Linked DNA regions of Sus scrofa: regions 1 and 3 are each linked to region 2. A link is a contact called in public Hi-C and HiChIP or PLAC-seq data. All regions are on one chromosome and are shown on one strand. Each heading gives the region's core, a stretch centred on a gene start, on an enhancer-like site or on the middle of the called end of the contact. The rest is flanking DNA. Distances are from core to core; before and after follow the strand shown.

The links. Hi-C and Micro-C count contacts between places; a contact is called where the count stands out from the background. HiChIP or PLAC-seq counts read pairs in DNA pulled down with a chosen protein or histone mark.
Region 1: a Hi-C map of fetal skeletal muscle shows a contact between it and region 2, with 4 times the contacts expected there. The contact joins two enhancer-like sites. A contact is called at or near these places in 2 of 5 promoter capture datasets (fetal skeletal muscle and liver), 15 of 47 Hi-C or Micro-C datasets (blood, brain, embryonic fibroblasts and 9 more) and 2 of 2 datasets of contacts at active chromatin or transcription factors (alveolar macrophages and skeletal muscle).
Region 3: an H3K27ac HiChIP or PLAC-seq map of skeletal muscle shows a contact between it and region 2. The contact joins two enhancer-like sites. A contact is called at or near these places in 3 of 5 promoter capture datasets (fetal liver, fetal skeletal muscle and liver), 9 of 47 Hi-C or Micro-C datasets (blood, brain, embryonic fibroblasts and 6 more) and 2 of 2 datasets of contacts at active chromatin or transcription factors (alveolar macrophages and skeletal muscle).

The regions. Positions count from the first base shown.
Region 1 is chr13:125,966,279-125,971,162 of Sscrofa11.1, reverse strand. The region is part of intron 2 of LPP (lipoma-preferred partner); the gene reads right to left. Among named protein-coding and RNA genes, the nearest start is that of LPP, 190 kb to the right of the region's middle. Within about 2 kb of position 1,497, at least 11 of the 83 cell types and tissues checked have an H3K27ac peak or open chromatin away from gene starts, as enhancers often do. A contact at or near this core is called in fetal skeletal muscle, where this site is marked.
Region 2 is chr13:125,404,620-125,409,114 of Sscrofa11.1, reverse strand. The region is part of intron 1 of LOC106508008 (a long non-coding RNA gene); the gene reads right to left. Among named protein-coding and RNA genes, the nearest start is that of BCL6, 17 kb to the right of the region's middle. Within about 2 kb of position 3,159, at least 33 of the 83 cell types and tissues checked have an H3K27ac peak or open chromatin away from gene starts, as enhancers often do. A contact at or near this core is called in fetal skeletal muscle and skeletal muscle, where this site is marked.
Region 3 is chr13:125,983,498-125,987,919 of Sscrofa11.1, reverse strand. All of the region lies in intron 2 of LPP (lipoma-preferred partner), which reads right to left. Among named protein-coding and RNA genes, the nearest start is that of LPP, 200 kb to the right of the region's middle. Within about 2 kb of position 2,174, at least 1 of the 83 cell types and tissues checked has an H3K27ac peak or open chromatin away from gene starts, as enhancers often do. A contact at or near this core is called in skeletal muscle, where this site is marked.

The sequences.
Region 1 (4,884 bases), core at 248-2,747, 560 kb before region 2:
TTAAAAGTTAAAAGTGTCTTGCACACTATTTCTAAATTTACTTCAAACTAAGCAAATTGAAGAATATAGAAACACTCTTTTTTTCCCTTGGCTTACTAGGAAAACAAAAATCAGCCTAAGGATATGCAAAGCATTATAATCAATCACTGTTTGAATCTGAGGCCTCATATTTAATTTCCAAACTCTTAAGGGGGTAGGTTACAACCCTAAAAGGTTGGAGACTCCTTGATAGAAGGGTAAACCCCTGTCTATGGGATAGCCCCCCTTCCATAAGTATTGGGGAAGGGTAGAAGTAACATCATAACATTTGAAGACAGAAGATCTAAATGCAAATCAAATCTCCACCATTTATTTACTACTTGAAATGAACTGAAACAGGTCACTTCACTTTTGTTTCTTCAGTGTAAAATAAGGATAATACTGGACAGTATACTGGGTTTCATTAAGGCTAACCAAGAGTGTACAAGAAACTGTACAGAATCCACGTTGCTGAGAACACTCCTCCCCCAGATCATTATTTGCCAATTTTCACCATAATTAATAAAAATGTTAGTTAAGAAGTCATCTGAATTCCACTAAGTTCAACTCAACAAAAATTTACTGGATGTGCAACACATATGATTTAGGTCTCTTCCAGGTGCCATGATTGAAGGGGGCAGTGGGAGGAGGGAGAAAGGAAGGGAGGAAAAAGAGAGGAAGGTCCATCTAAGTCACAAGTCCTATCTCTAGGACCCCCATGATCTTATGGAGGAGACACCATTTCATTCATGAACTCCCTGAACAATAATTAGTACTATATAATAAAACACCCCAAAAAGAAGAATGGCTCTTAATGGAAGTTTTATGAGCAGTCTTACATGAGGTCAGGAAGGCGTTCCGAGCAATGGAGAACATGAATTTATTATCCCCCTGCCACTGTAAGCATCTACTTCTCAATGTACCAGTCTATGGAATCTGCTAGGAAAGAACCTCTTTAGATGGGCTTTGCTGAGTGGCACCTCAGGCATTTACTCTAGTCTCTATCACCCCTGCACTATCCATAACCACACACCCCCCAGCCATTTTCTCCCTCTGCACAGAGCTCCCTTTTCTCTCTTCACTTCCTCTACCCATTCCTAGGGACAATGATGTCCCTAGACCTGGCTCATCTCCATCCACTGCCACCTGGGCTGAAAAGGACCCTTAGGCAGGGGAAGAGTAGATTGGGATTCAGGAGACCTGAGTTCCTGTCCCAGCCTTGTCCCTACTTCATGCTACGACCTTGAGCAAGTCACTTCTATTCAATGGGCCTCAGTATGCTCACTCAACGAAGGAGACTAGAGGATATTTAAAAGTCTTTCTTGCTTCCTAAATGTTCAATGTCTGTGTCCTCACCAATAGCTTCCAGCAATTTCCAAGTCACAACCTGGGGGCCCACCAGTCACACAGCTTCTGGAGAGGCACTGGCATGACCACATCAACGGTTTCTATTGTGGGGAAGGTCAGGGACTCCTTCAGAAAATAGCTGATCTAAACAGAGCCCAAGGAGTGTCATGGCAACACTGCTCGCAAGCTGCCAGAGGTAGGGAGGAAAGCAGCCAAGATGCGTGCGCAGCTGCCACATTTCAGAACAGCACTCAAACCTCGTTAATATCATCTTGCTTAATACCGAGTCCCATAGATCACAAGCTATTTTTACTATGTATTTAACAGATTTGTGTATCATCTTCCATGCCAGGGTTTTCACAGTCCAGTACAGAGGACGTTGCCACTGAAGAGACATCAGGACCTGAGGCCATCCAGGGTTAACTCAGGAGAAGGAGGCAGAGTGAGGAGAATGAATAGGCGTGAGAAAAACAGACTCAGTTGGGGCTGTAGGGTAGGGGAGAGAAGGGAGTAAGGTGTAACGAGAGCAAGTACAGGCCAATACTACCAACCCCCAACTGTGAGACGCTCAAGTCGAAGCTCTCCAAAGACTCGGAGATGCACATATGGAGGAGAGGGGAAGAATCAAGTCCTCTCTTACACTGGGAGTACACAGGTCCTGCCAACACAATTGTGACCACAACCTCAGCTGGCTTTCATCTGTCTTCCCCATAAGTTACTCTTAGAACAGGAAATACCACTCTGCAGACCCTCTGCCCACATTCAGGAGGCAAGCACCAATCCACTACCAGGCACTCTTCAGAGGATAAAGGGAAGGGTTTTAGCTAAATGTCCTGTTTACAACCTATCTCCCTTGTAGGAGTGGGAATCCTAGCTTATGATGACTGACCAAGCTAAATTATGTGGAAGTGCCCATCACATGGTATATCATAGCAGATACCCATTAAACATCTGCTTGTTTCCATCTGCCTCACATGGCAGCAGCATCCTGGGTACCACCTTTATTACTAACGTTCTTCATAGAAAGAAGGAACCTGGCCAAGGCTTGCCGAGCAGTGAGCAAGAGTTCAGGTCCAACCAGCCCTCTGCTGCTTAGTCAGATGGGGACACTGTTCTCAGGCCACTAATTGGGCAGATAAAGTCAGGTAAGCTATTTCTTCCCTGGAAGGGGCTCAACTATACAGAGTTTTTAAGTTCCTTTCCAGTTCTGAAATTCTATAAGCCTCTAAGTGTCATATCCATCTTAAAAACAAGGAACAAACAGAGGGAAAACCGTTGAAGAACACAGTTGTGTGCTTCTTTATTGAGCACAATATCGAGGGCACTGTGCCAGGAGCTAAAGGGAATTCAGAGAAGCAGAATAAAGTTGTCTTTAGATTCAGAACCCCTATAATATGTGTATGTTGGGGGAGGTGGATAAAAGGAAACATAAAAAGATGGCAATACAGGAGTTCCTATTGTGGCACAGCAGAAAAGAATCAGACTAGTATCCACAAGGATGCGGGTTCGATCCCTGGCCTCGTTCAGTGGGTCAGGGATCTGGTGTTGCTGTGAGCTACAGTGTAGGTTGTAGAGGCAGCTCGGATCTCACGTTGCTGTTGCTATGGTGTAGGCCACCAGCTACAGCTCTGATTCAACCCCTAGCCTGGGAACTCCCATATGCAGCAGGTACAACCTTAAAATTAAAAAAAAAAAAAAAGAAAGAAAGAAAAAAGATGGCAATACAAAATAAAGTTTAATTATAAAACAAAGTGCAATGCTTCCAAGCCAAGGGGTAAAGAAAGAAGGCTTTCCTAGGAGGAGGGAAATATGCCAGTCCTTCAGGCAAGAAAGCAAAGCCCACATGGACAAAATGGAAGAAAGCAGCATTTTATAGAAGCTGGACCTCTCTGGTGGAAGAGTCAACATGTATGTATGATGGTTACATATATGTTTTACATCTTAGATAATTTCAAAATTCCATTTCATACATTAAAGACTAGAATAATAATGGTCATTCCATCCACTCATCATATCATAATTCTCTATGGAATGGTAGGAAGAGCACTGAAATAGGAAACAGGACACTTAAGTTCTGGGTCCTGCTCCTCTGCCACTATCAGCTGCCAGCCTTTAGCGGAATGGCTTATCTGGCTGTGGAATAGGATATCTTATAGTATTCCAACTGGAGTTCTTGAGGTTTCTTGAGAACCAAATTGTCCAAAGCTTATGCTTTGCAGATGAGACTGAGGCCCACCAGAAAACAGGTGATTTCTCTCAATTATACATCTCTATCATTCGTGCCCAGTTTACTGGGCATGGCTGATACTCACCTGCCTCTGAGTGTTGCCTCAAGCTGATTCTTGTCTGTCAGAGATTTCCCCTCAGGTCCCTGTAATCTCCCATTGATGTCCATTTATTCATCCTTCAAAGCCAAATCCAGTCCCTGGTTTTGTAAGAAACCTCCTCTAGAAAGAGTTCCCCAAATACTCTCGCTCACAAAGCATAATTACTGAGCCCACACATCACACTGAGACTTGGCTGGCCCTGAATCAAACTCACCTCCACATACCTGCCAGCTCCCTCCTTCAATGTCTTAGCAAGCCACCTTTCTTGGTAGGTGCTAAGTAATTGCTTCTTAAGTCAGGTTGGTCTACACCTTGGTTTTCTGACACTGGGTCAAGTACCTTCTCAAACACATCATGCCTCCTCTGACCATCACCAGCCTGGATGTGCACACTCCCCAGAGCAGCCAAAATAGTTTCAACCTTCTCCCAATCCATCAAGCTATTTACCAGAATGACTAAATACACAAGAAGGAAGAGACATAAAGAAAAGGTGAGGAGAAGCAAAGAGCATGGACTATAAACTGGATAAGCAGCCATGCCTCTGAGTGAAGATGCACTAGAATTACCATGCCAATTTTACAAGGGACAAATCTGCAGTGCAGACACTCAGTGGGGGGCCTAAAATCTGACTCCTAGTCCCCAGTGGAGCAAGGAGGTCCAGTTCTACAGCCTAAAGGATGCTGTGGTAAACTGTCAGGTGGACACGGTCTCAATCCCTAGCCATTGGCTGGACAGGCCCGCTCAGTCTACTGCAGAGAAACAGAAACATCTAGAAAGGAAGAGCATGGCAGCCACCAACCACCAAGGTTTTTAACCAAGTGACTCTCGACCAGTAATATCGGAGTAAAAGCATGACAGAAAGATTTATGAGGCAGAGCTGGGTAACTCCAGAGGCAACCCAAGGCACACATCAGATGGGAATTTTAAATAATCCCTTTAAACACATGAGGACTCAGATGCCAGCACATGTAGTGATGGCCCCAGCCAGACAGCAAAGGCATATTGGCACCACTGTAATTTGTCCATTCACCAATATGCTTCCCGAAAAACACCCATATGCTTTCTTTTAGCTTCCATATGCTTTTTTAGCAAGGAAACTAAAATATTTCATTAGTTTTGAGTAATTAATAATTACTTATTTCACAATAGTCTCCCTCATTAAAAAACGAAAATAACTGATTAAGCTGCAGGA
Region 2 (4,495 bases), core at 1,910-4,409:
GGTGACATACAGAAATTAGCTAAATTGCTTTCAATTTAGTAAACGAAAAGAATAAATGCAGATCCCTCATTTCCATGACTCTATTTTGGGGGCATGGTTGAGTGGGAAGCCAGTCTGTCCGATTTCAAAAGAGACCTAGCTCACTTTTTGGAGGTTGCTGGTATTGAATATAACAATAAATATATGCCCCCCCAATATTTTTTAAACACTAAAATTGAGAAGATAGTACTGAGAACAACCCTGTACCCAGTTTCCTGTATTATTAACATTTTATATTACTATGCTACATTTATAACTAATGAAACAATACTGACACAATATTACTAACTGAAGTTCATCATTTATTCATAGTTGTCTGGCTTGACCTTAAGTCTTTTTCTGTTCCATGATCCCATCCATGATACTATATTATATTGTCATATCTCTTAGGCTACTCTTGGCTGTGGCAGTTTGTCGGACTTTCCTTGATGGTTTTGAGAAGCACTAGTGAAGTATATTGTAAAAGGCTCCTCTGTTGGAATTTGATACATTTCTCATAAGTACACTGGGGTTTGGGGAGAAGACCACAGAGGTAAAGAGCCATTCTCATCACTTCATATCCAAGGTACATACAATCACCCTGGTTTATAATTGCTGATATAGACCTTGATAACCTGGCTGGTGCAGTGTCTGTCAGGTTTCTACATGTAAAATTATTCCCTCCCTCATTTCCTCCCTTCCCATATTCTAGCCTTTGGAAGGAAGTCACTATGCCTAGTTCACATTGGAGGAGTGAGGAGTTAAACACGCCCCCCACCACCTCCACCCCCATCTTTGAGAGCAGTGTTTCTGCATAAATTATTTGGAATTCTGCAAGGGAGAATTGTCTCTTTTCTCCCATTTATTAATTTATTTAAAATTTATTCATATCACTGAGGATTCGTGTACATTTACTTTATACTTTGGATTGTAATTCAATATTACTCAATTTTCCCCCCTCAAAAATTCTCTGGCTTTGACTATTGGAAGCTCTTCAGGTGGCTCCAGTGTCTCTTTGAAATCTTCCCCATCAATGTGGGCTTTGTTTGTTTGCTTTTTAGTGCTTCCTTATTTAGGGTGCTATGTTCCATACTCCCTGTCCCGTTTGGAGATATAGAACCAGCAATTTTCCCTCCTGGGAGAAGCTCCTGCCTTGCTTTTCTTACTGGAGAAAAGTATCAGAAATTAAGATCTGGCACCAGGCAGGGTCTTTGATACTGCAGCATCATTGCTTCTAGGCCAAAAATATATTACATTTTACATTTTTAACACTAACATACATACAATTACAGCACAGTTGTACTCTTCATGAGACAATTATAGGTTTATTAACAGTATTAAATCACAGTACCACAGGAGCCTGTGGGGCCTCCTATGCTGGGTCCTCTACTGGGACACACACAGAATGTATGGATGACGGTCTGCTCCTTTCCATCCTGTCAGTGTACGGCTAAGACCGACTAGAACTTCAGTGGAGCTGATGTCAAAAGACCAAAGGTGGGGCCTTCTCTGAAGGGAAGGTCATGGCAAATGGCTCTTTTGCAGGGCTGCTTACCCCACATCCTCTTTTCACAATAAGCCATGGAAAAACACAATGGATTTAAAACCAGGACATCAGAGTTCTGGATCTGGTTCAGTTTGATGCAGTGCATGTGGCAAATGCATTCTGTGTGGGCCTCAATTTTCAATTACACACTATCGGTCATGTTGGATTGGAAAATTGCTGAGGACCCTCCCAGGGTTGCACATGACAACTCTCAATAGTTTTCCCTTAGAGAATGTAATTGGCTCCATCTCTTCTTGTATGTGGGCATCCATATTCCAGAAGGTCTGAGTGGAAGGGCACAGTTGGTGGGGAGGTTGGCGTTTAATAAATAGGAGTTACTTTATTATTTCCTGCAGATGCCAAAGTCTGTTAAAGGACTTTCTTTGTCCAGATAAGCAGGCCTTAGACCTTTCTTTTTAAAGAGTGGAGATCTAAAAAGGATACAAAGTATTGATGGAAAATATCTCTTTCATTGCCTTCAAGTTTGTTCTGGTAGAGCAAGGCTTATTTATTTATTTATTTATTTTAATAAGGGCAAACTTCTCATCTGTTATTTCCTCTGACTTCAAATAATTACCTTTAATGCGATGACGGCTGAAGTACTTCTAAGTTTCTCACCAGGAATCTCTCTCTAGGTTTTTTTTTTTTTCCCTCCTTTTTCTTCGTGTGTGTGTGTGTGTGTGTGTGTGTGTGTGTGTGTTTATGACTATTATGACATATTTTTTACATCCATGTGGAGCCTAGCGGCTTAAAGAGTGTCCAGCTTACAAGTCCTATCACTGACTGGGACAATTTCCAAAAACAAACAGAAAAAGAAGGAAAAAAAAAACAAAAAACATAGTGCAGAAAAGATGCTTGGGAACTGTCACATCTGATTATAAATGCTGGAGATCAAAGGTATAACGTCTTAGAATTGGCTTCCTCCAGCTCTTAACATTGAAAATCTTCAGTTGGCTTTTGGACTTACTCAGCAGAATCCCAGACTTTGGTCCACAATTGGTTAAAAATTGATAGAGGTGAGGATTCTGGGAGTGCCTTCTTTACTTAGAAGTTTACATTTTAACTCCTTCTCTCACCTCAGGGACACATATACACTTGCCTCTTTTCCAGCCCCCCTCACCTTAAAGTTATCTAAATGTGTATTTAGCTATAAAAGTATAAAAGTTAGAATAGAGAGACAGCCTACAAAACATCTGGGTTACTCCTTCAAACTGTTGAGGAAACTGAGTCCTGACACGTGGTTTCGCCCCATGTCCCATAAGGAGTTCCAGGCAGAACCGTAATTAGAAACCAAGGTTCTTTGGCAAGAAATCCATGTTTTGTTTTGTTTTTCTTTTACCTCACACTGTGCCCCCATGGAGTTACACGTTTGTGCCTATTTCTCTGTATGTACATATGTTACATAGACGTGGACACGTAGGAAACATGCACCAAGCATCTGTGGTCTGACCTCAGGGAACAGTTTAATGACTCGGATTTCAGGCAGCTGAAAGGGTTCTGCGGGTGGAGGTTGAAATAAACAAGAAAAGCCACTGTGGAGATGTGAATGGAAAAGTACCGAGCACTCCCTCCCTCTGCACATTCTTCTGCTCTCCAGCTCTGCCTGCAGTCAAGCCGGCTTCAGATAGGCTTTGGCATGGTCAGGTGTACAGAGGGCGGTGTGGAGAAGGAAAAAAAAAAAATGCAGGCACAACACGCAAATCAAGTTTTTCCACTTCTAGCCTTAGGTAGTAAAGACAGCTAAGTAAGGCAGCCTGGCGGGAGGGTGGGCCAGACACCCTGAGTTGACAAACACTCAAGTGCTTTCCTCCCTGCATCTCCCTCCTGGTCCAGCTGCTGCTTTCCCTCATGCTAAGGTTTCATAGGAAGTGAAAACCCTGTTATTCAAAACAGTGATTGAAGGCAATAAACAAATGATTATGCACCCCCATCGCTTCTCTATTTTAAGCTCCTGATATTTATTTCCATTTTAAATAAGTGAGAAAAGTGTAGGAAAAAAAAATCAGTGTTTTGGGGGAAAACTCTGAGCTAGGCTGAAAAGGTTTCTAAAGAAAAAAAAAGGCTCAGAATTAATACAGGCTGAAAGCAGGCAGCATATGGATCAAAATTAAACGTTGACACTTCTTTTTCTGAAGGTAGTGGCTGGAAATCATCTTCCTTATTTTTTTTAATGTCTCAAAAGTTTCTGCTCAATTTCTCTAAATCATACCAAGAAAATTTCTTTCTTTCTCTAAAGATAATATAGGGAGCTCGCTTACAATAGCTCTAAGTAAAAGATTTGAAATAAAACGAATGGATAAATAAGATCTCCCTTATCCTTCACAAATAGTGTTGAGTGCTGTAGCAGGGGTGACAAGCATAACCAAGTCCCAAATGACCCTCCAAGCCCAATATTCATCGGGACTTGAAGTTTGTTCCGAGAACTGGCTTACGATTTACACAGAGCCCAAAGCAGCCTTCCTTTCCTCAGTTCTGCCAGAAAACAAGATACTCACCTCCAAATCCAGGTAGTCAGATCACCCTGATTCTCTAAAATGACACAAAACCATTACACCACAAAGATCTGTTTTCAGTTGTGTCCTGGGGTCCCACATGCCTCAGTGAGGGCTGTCCTGTCCTCTTGAAAGAAGGAAGCCTCCAGGAGTTGAGTCATAGATCTGCAGGGATCCTTCCCGTTCCACAATCTATAATTCTGTGATGTGAAAGTTTAAAGATCTACCAAGGTGCCAAAAGCTCCTGACAGGTGAAACTCATTTCCGGTTTGGAGCCCCTTAGAAATAGGCCATGACAGTGTTTATTCCAAGTATAGTTTCCTTTTCAGAGATGACTGAACTGTGGGCAAGGTTTCATGAGGGGAACTGGAGGCAAAAATCTGTTCCTCTTCTTAACTAGAAGTAATATTAGGGCCAAGCTATTTTATTTTGTAACAAA
Region 3 (4,422 bases), core at 925-3,424, 580 kb before region 2:
AAGTAGCAAGGAAAACACCTAAGTTTTTTCTATAAGTCAATTTACAGTTACTAAAGCAGGTCATGATATTACAAAAGCCCATCATTTATAGAGGGAACAGCAAGAAAATATTCTGAAAGGAATTTTATCATCAACCCAGCTTTTAAAAAATTCTTCCTCAAAGCAACTTCCACAGCATTTGAGCTGAGTGCTGACCATTTTCTACCTCATATGAGTATCCATCCATGCCTGCTCCCCTGTGTCCATTTTCCCCTGGCTCAGTCCACTTCTTTGGGAAAACATACCTTGCCCACAAACAAGGCCAGAAAAAAAAAAAAAAAAAGTTTAATACTCCCACCACACTCTGCACCTTTGTTTTGTGGCTCCTATCACAATAAAAATTATATAATTATTTGTGAAATTATGAATATAGTGGTTTGTCACTCCTAGACCAGAAGTACTGTGATAAGAGAGCTGGTATCTACTGGTATCCACAGTTCTGGTTAAGGGCCTGATGCTTGGTCATGGTGGGCACCAAGAACTAATTGCTGATTGAAATCATGACCCCCTGCCCCTTCAAAGTATTAGGTCCTTATAAACAGGGATTGTGTCTAGTTCATTTTGGTATCACAATTGTGTATGATGGGTAGATAACATCACATAGTTCATATGTAAATGAATGAGAGTGGATCACTTATGGAGATCAGAGAGACTATTCACTGGAATGATGTGTTAATGGTAAAATAAGTACATCGAATGGATTAGGAGTTAAAGGCAACCCTCCAAGACACCTTGGAATGGCACCACACAAAGAAGGAAGGCAGAGTCTGAGATAGAAAATGTCTATGATCTAAGATTTGTGTCAATTTCTTTGGGCTCTAAAAGTCAATTTTCTCCCAATTTCAATGGGTGTGACTCTTTCCCAGATGCAACTGAGCCACAAATCTTGGGTTGTATTCCAGAGCCCAAGAAAACCAGATCTTCAGAAAAATTAAATAACAGCAAAGCCAAAACAAGGTGAAGCACCCAGAAGACTCTGGAAAAGAGTCTTCAAGTTAAGCAGCCCTGAAAAAGTTGGAGCATGCACGCCATGCAGAAAACAAATGGGCCGCACTTGAAACATGTCTCCCATGTGGAGACTTGTCCGGAGTCATCAACTTTAACCAACTTTTTATGTGAAAAGGTCATTTAACACACTTCTGAGAGATGCCAATGGCTGGCCTCCCCAAAGGATTCAAAGAATCTAAGTTTGGGCAGAAAAATTGTGCACACACAAAGAGACACTATACCACTTGCCAAACCCTGCATCAGACACTGGAAATACACATTCCAGCACTACCGGCAATCAAGACACTGGGAATCTAATTGTGGAGTTAAATGACAACAAGCACCAAAAACCTAAAGAGCTAAATGATAATCATGGAGCTGATTAGGTGAGAAGTCTGAAAACATGACACACCTGGGGTTGCTGAAGAGTTCTCCCAATCTAGCTGCCATCATTCTGATGTACCCTTACTGGCTGCACAGCCTTGGAAAAGTTACTTGAGCTCTCTGTGCTTATATGTGTCCTCATTCGTAAAATGGTTAAGATGATGATAGCCCTCGGTTTAAATGTGAGCTCTGATTACTGATCTATGCCTGGGCCTATGAGGGGCAAAAAAACCTACCAAACAGAATCTCAAATGCCAGAATAGAAGGGCCCTTACGTTCAACAGAGTCCAAGTGTTTCTTTTACAAAGAGTATAACTGAGGTCCAGGGAAGGGAGAAATGTGCCCACAACCATTGGTAAATCAGCAGCTGATCCAGGTAAGCAGCCAGGCTTGGTGATTTATGATGCCAGGTGCTGTTCACTAACACACAGAGTTGGTCAGAACTGTGAACTAATAGACGTCAAGGCTTAAAACAGTACCTGGCTCAAAGGCAGCAGTGTGGATGTATTTGCTATTATTATTGCTTACTTGATTGCAATAATATGCTGACACATTTATAGGGTGATTTATAGTTTATAAAGCCTTCCATATCCATTATTTCATTTAATCAACACAACTCCAAGAATCATGATTCCCCAGGTTCTGATGAGAAGACTGGGTCAAATGAAGCTTGGAGAGGTTTTTTGGTTTTCCCGGGATCCCATAGCTAGGTAGGAGAGAAGTGCAGCCCAGAACTCATATTTTCCACTATTGAGTTTAATGGCCTTGCCTTTCACATGATACTACACCACAGTTACCGCTAGCCCCAGACTACAGATTCCCATAGCAGCTTTTTATTGGGGAATTTCCTAATTGTCAAATCCTTCTACCTAAAGGAACAAACTCAAAGGCATCAAATTTTACTTTGCTTTTGCTACAGCTGGGAGAAACCTAGCAGAAGGAATGTCTTCCTTGGATCTGAGCTTTCTTCCTGTCTTTGAAGCAAGATAGCCCTTCTGCTGAAGACAGGGGCAATGCATAAAGAAAGGCCAAAACTAGGAGAAAGGAGGAGGGAAAGAGGAGAGAAATAACCACACAATGATGTATAACTAAGCCAGAGTGTTCCAGCTATTGATGATGAGCCAGTTCTTCTTAGGTCGAAAAATTTAACATCGTCTTGCTGTATGAATCTCTCAGCTTGAAATAAGACATCAAGATGGGCAGCATGATCCTCTCTTTCACAATTATCTCTTCCCATCAAAGTGAATTAATTTCTCAAGTGAATAATATCAAAGAACTGGCCTGAGGTGAGTGAAGTTCTTTTAAAAAAGAACTTGGTTAAGGGACTATGGAGGGTTTCTTACCTCGTGAGTAAAAGTAAAAGAATTTCTAATTATGGGCATCCAACTATCATCTGTGTTACATGTATCTATCTATCTACCTACTATCTAATCAAGAAAAGCTTTAGTAAGGAAGTGAAAGTTCTTGATTTTAGCTCTAGTTGGTCACCAACTAGTAAAGAGTCACCAAAGCCTCCTGGGCCTCTATTTCCTCATCTGTCAAGTGCAGGCTTGGACAAGGTTGACAAAGGCCATTCCAGCACTCCAAAAAACAAAAACAAAAACAAAAACAAAAAAACAAAAGGAAATATCCCAAATAAACAGGACAAAAAAAAAAAAAAAATGCCATGATGGTCAAGCCAACTGTTTCAGAAAAGTTAAAGAAAGTGTTGTTTACTCCATAATCCCTGGTTTTGAATGCAAGAAACACGTCATTTAAAATCACCCATATTCATGCTTTTGATGGTGAAAAAGTCCACCACCAAAAGCCAACAAAGTTTTGCTTAAAAACAAGCTATTTTCAGGAACAACTCTCCAAGCTAAAGCCCTAATTCACAAAATTGAGTTTGGCTGGTATAACACTGTCTTCTTTCTGCAATTATTAGGCTCTAAAAGGGTTGCTTTTTTTTTTTCCTCCTAGCAACATTTCATTTGAAAAGTGTTTGATCCTGAAATAAACCTGTAATTTCTCCTATGGAGAGGGAGGGCAGGTGAAGATCTATAGCTTAGCTCAAATAACTTCATATTTCACACAAGATTATTACAAGATCACTGATGTGAACCTTGAGAATTTTAGCAATAAAGTCATGCTATCCAAAGAATGTTCGACAGAACGTGGGTCTGGGAAATCAGCCACAAAATGGTTCTGTGATAAAATAAATTTGAGAAAACCTGAACGGTGTGGTTATTGCTTTTACCTATAAATCTTCTCAGAGTTAATCATGCTAAGGGTGCATGAAGGGTCTCCAAAATGGAGATTGCTAAAAAAGCAACTGATTCCCAACCTGAACGGACCACGTGTGGAGCAAGTATCCTATGGAGCACATTTAGGAAGGAATGTTGGCAGGGATGTAGCTTTGCCCCTGACAGTATCCTATTTCTGAAAGATAAGGTCTACAGTTCAATCAGGAACATGTATTTTAAATTTATCTTTATTCACACCAGATTTTATAATAGATGTAACAATAACCAACTAAAAACTTTGACAAAGTGACTTCTGTTTCTTGAGACTGTCTTATAAGTACAAAAGAAGCCTCATCCCACAAAGGCTGGGTTTTCCCTGCACTACAGATAAGCTCTGATGTCAAGCAATGCTAAGAGGAACTTCCTTCCACCCCTTCGATTGTTTCTCTCTTTTTTTTTCTTTCTAATTAAATCACAAGCTTATAAAAGCAGATAAAGAATGAGAAAATATAGGGCATAGAGAGCTAATGAAGTAATTGAGAACTGATGCCTCTCCCACGAAGGGAAAGACTCTGCTACACACAGCAGACTTTGTCTCTGGACCTCAGTTTTCTCACATTCAGAATGAGGTAAGTATTTTCATGATCTCACATCTCATAGTTCTATGACTTTTTAAGATGGCTCATCACAATCTCTGAAGATGATTCCAAAGATGCTTTGAGCAGGGGAAGCAACTTAGGAACAAGTGCTTAGGAAGAAGTGCTGCTCCCTGTGCCAAAATGGCAGCCCC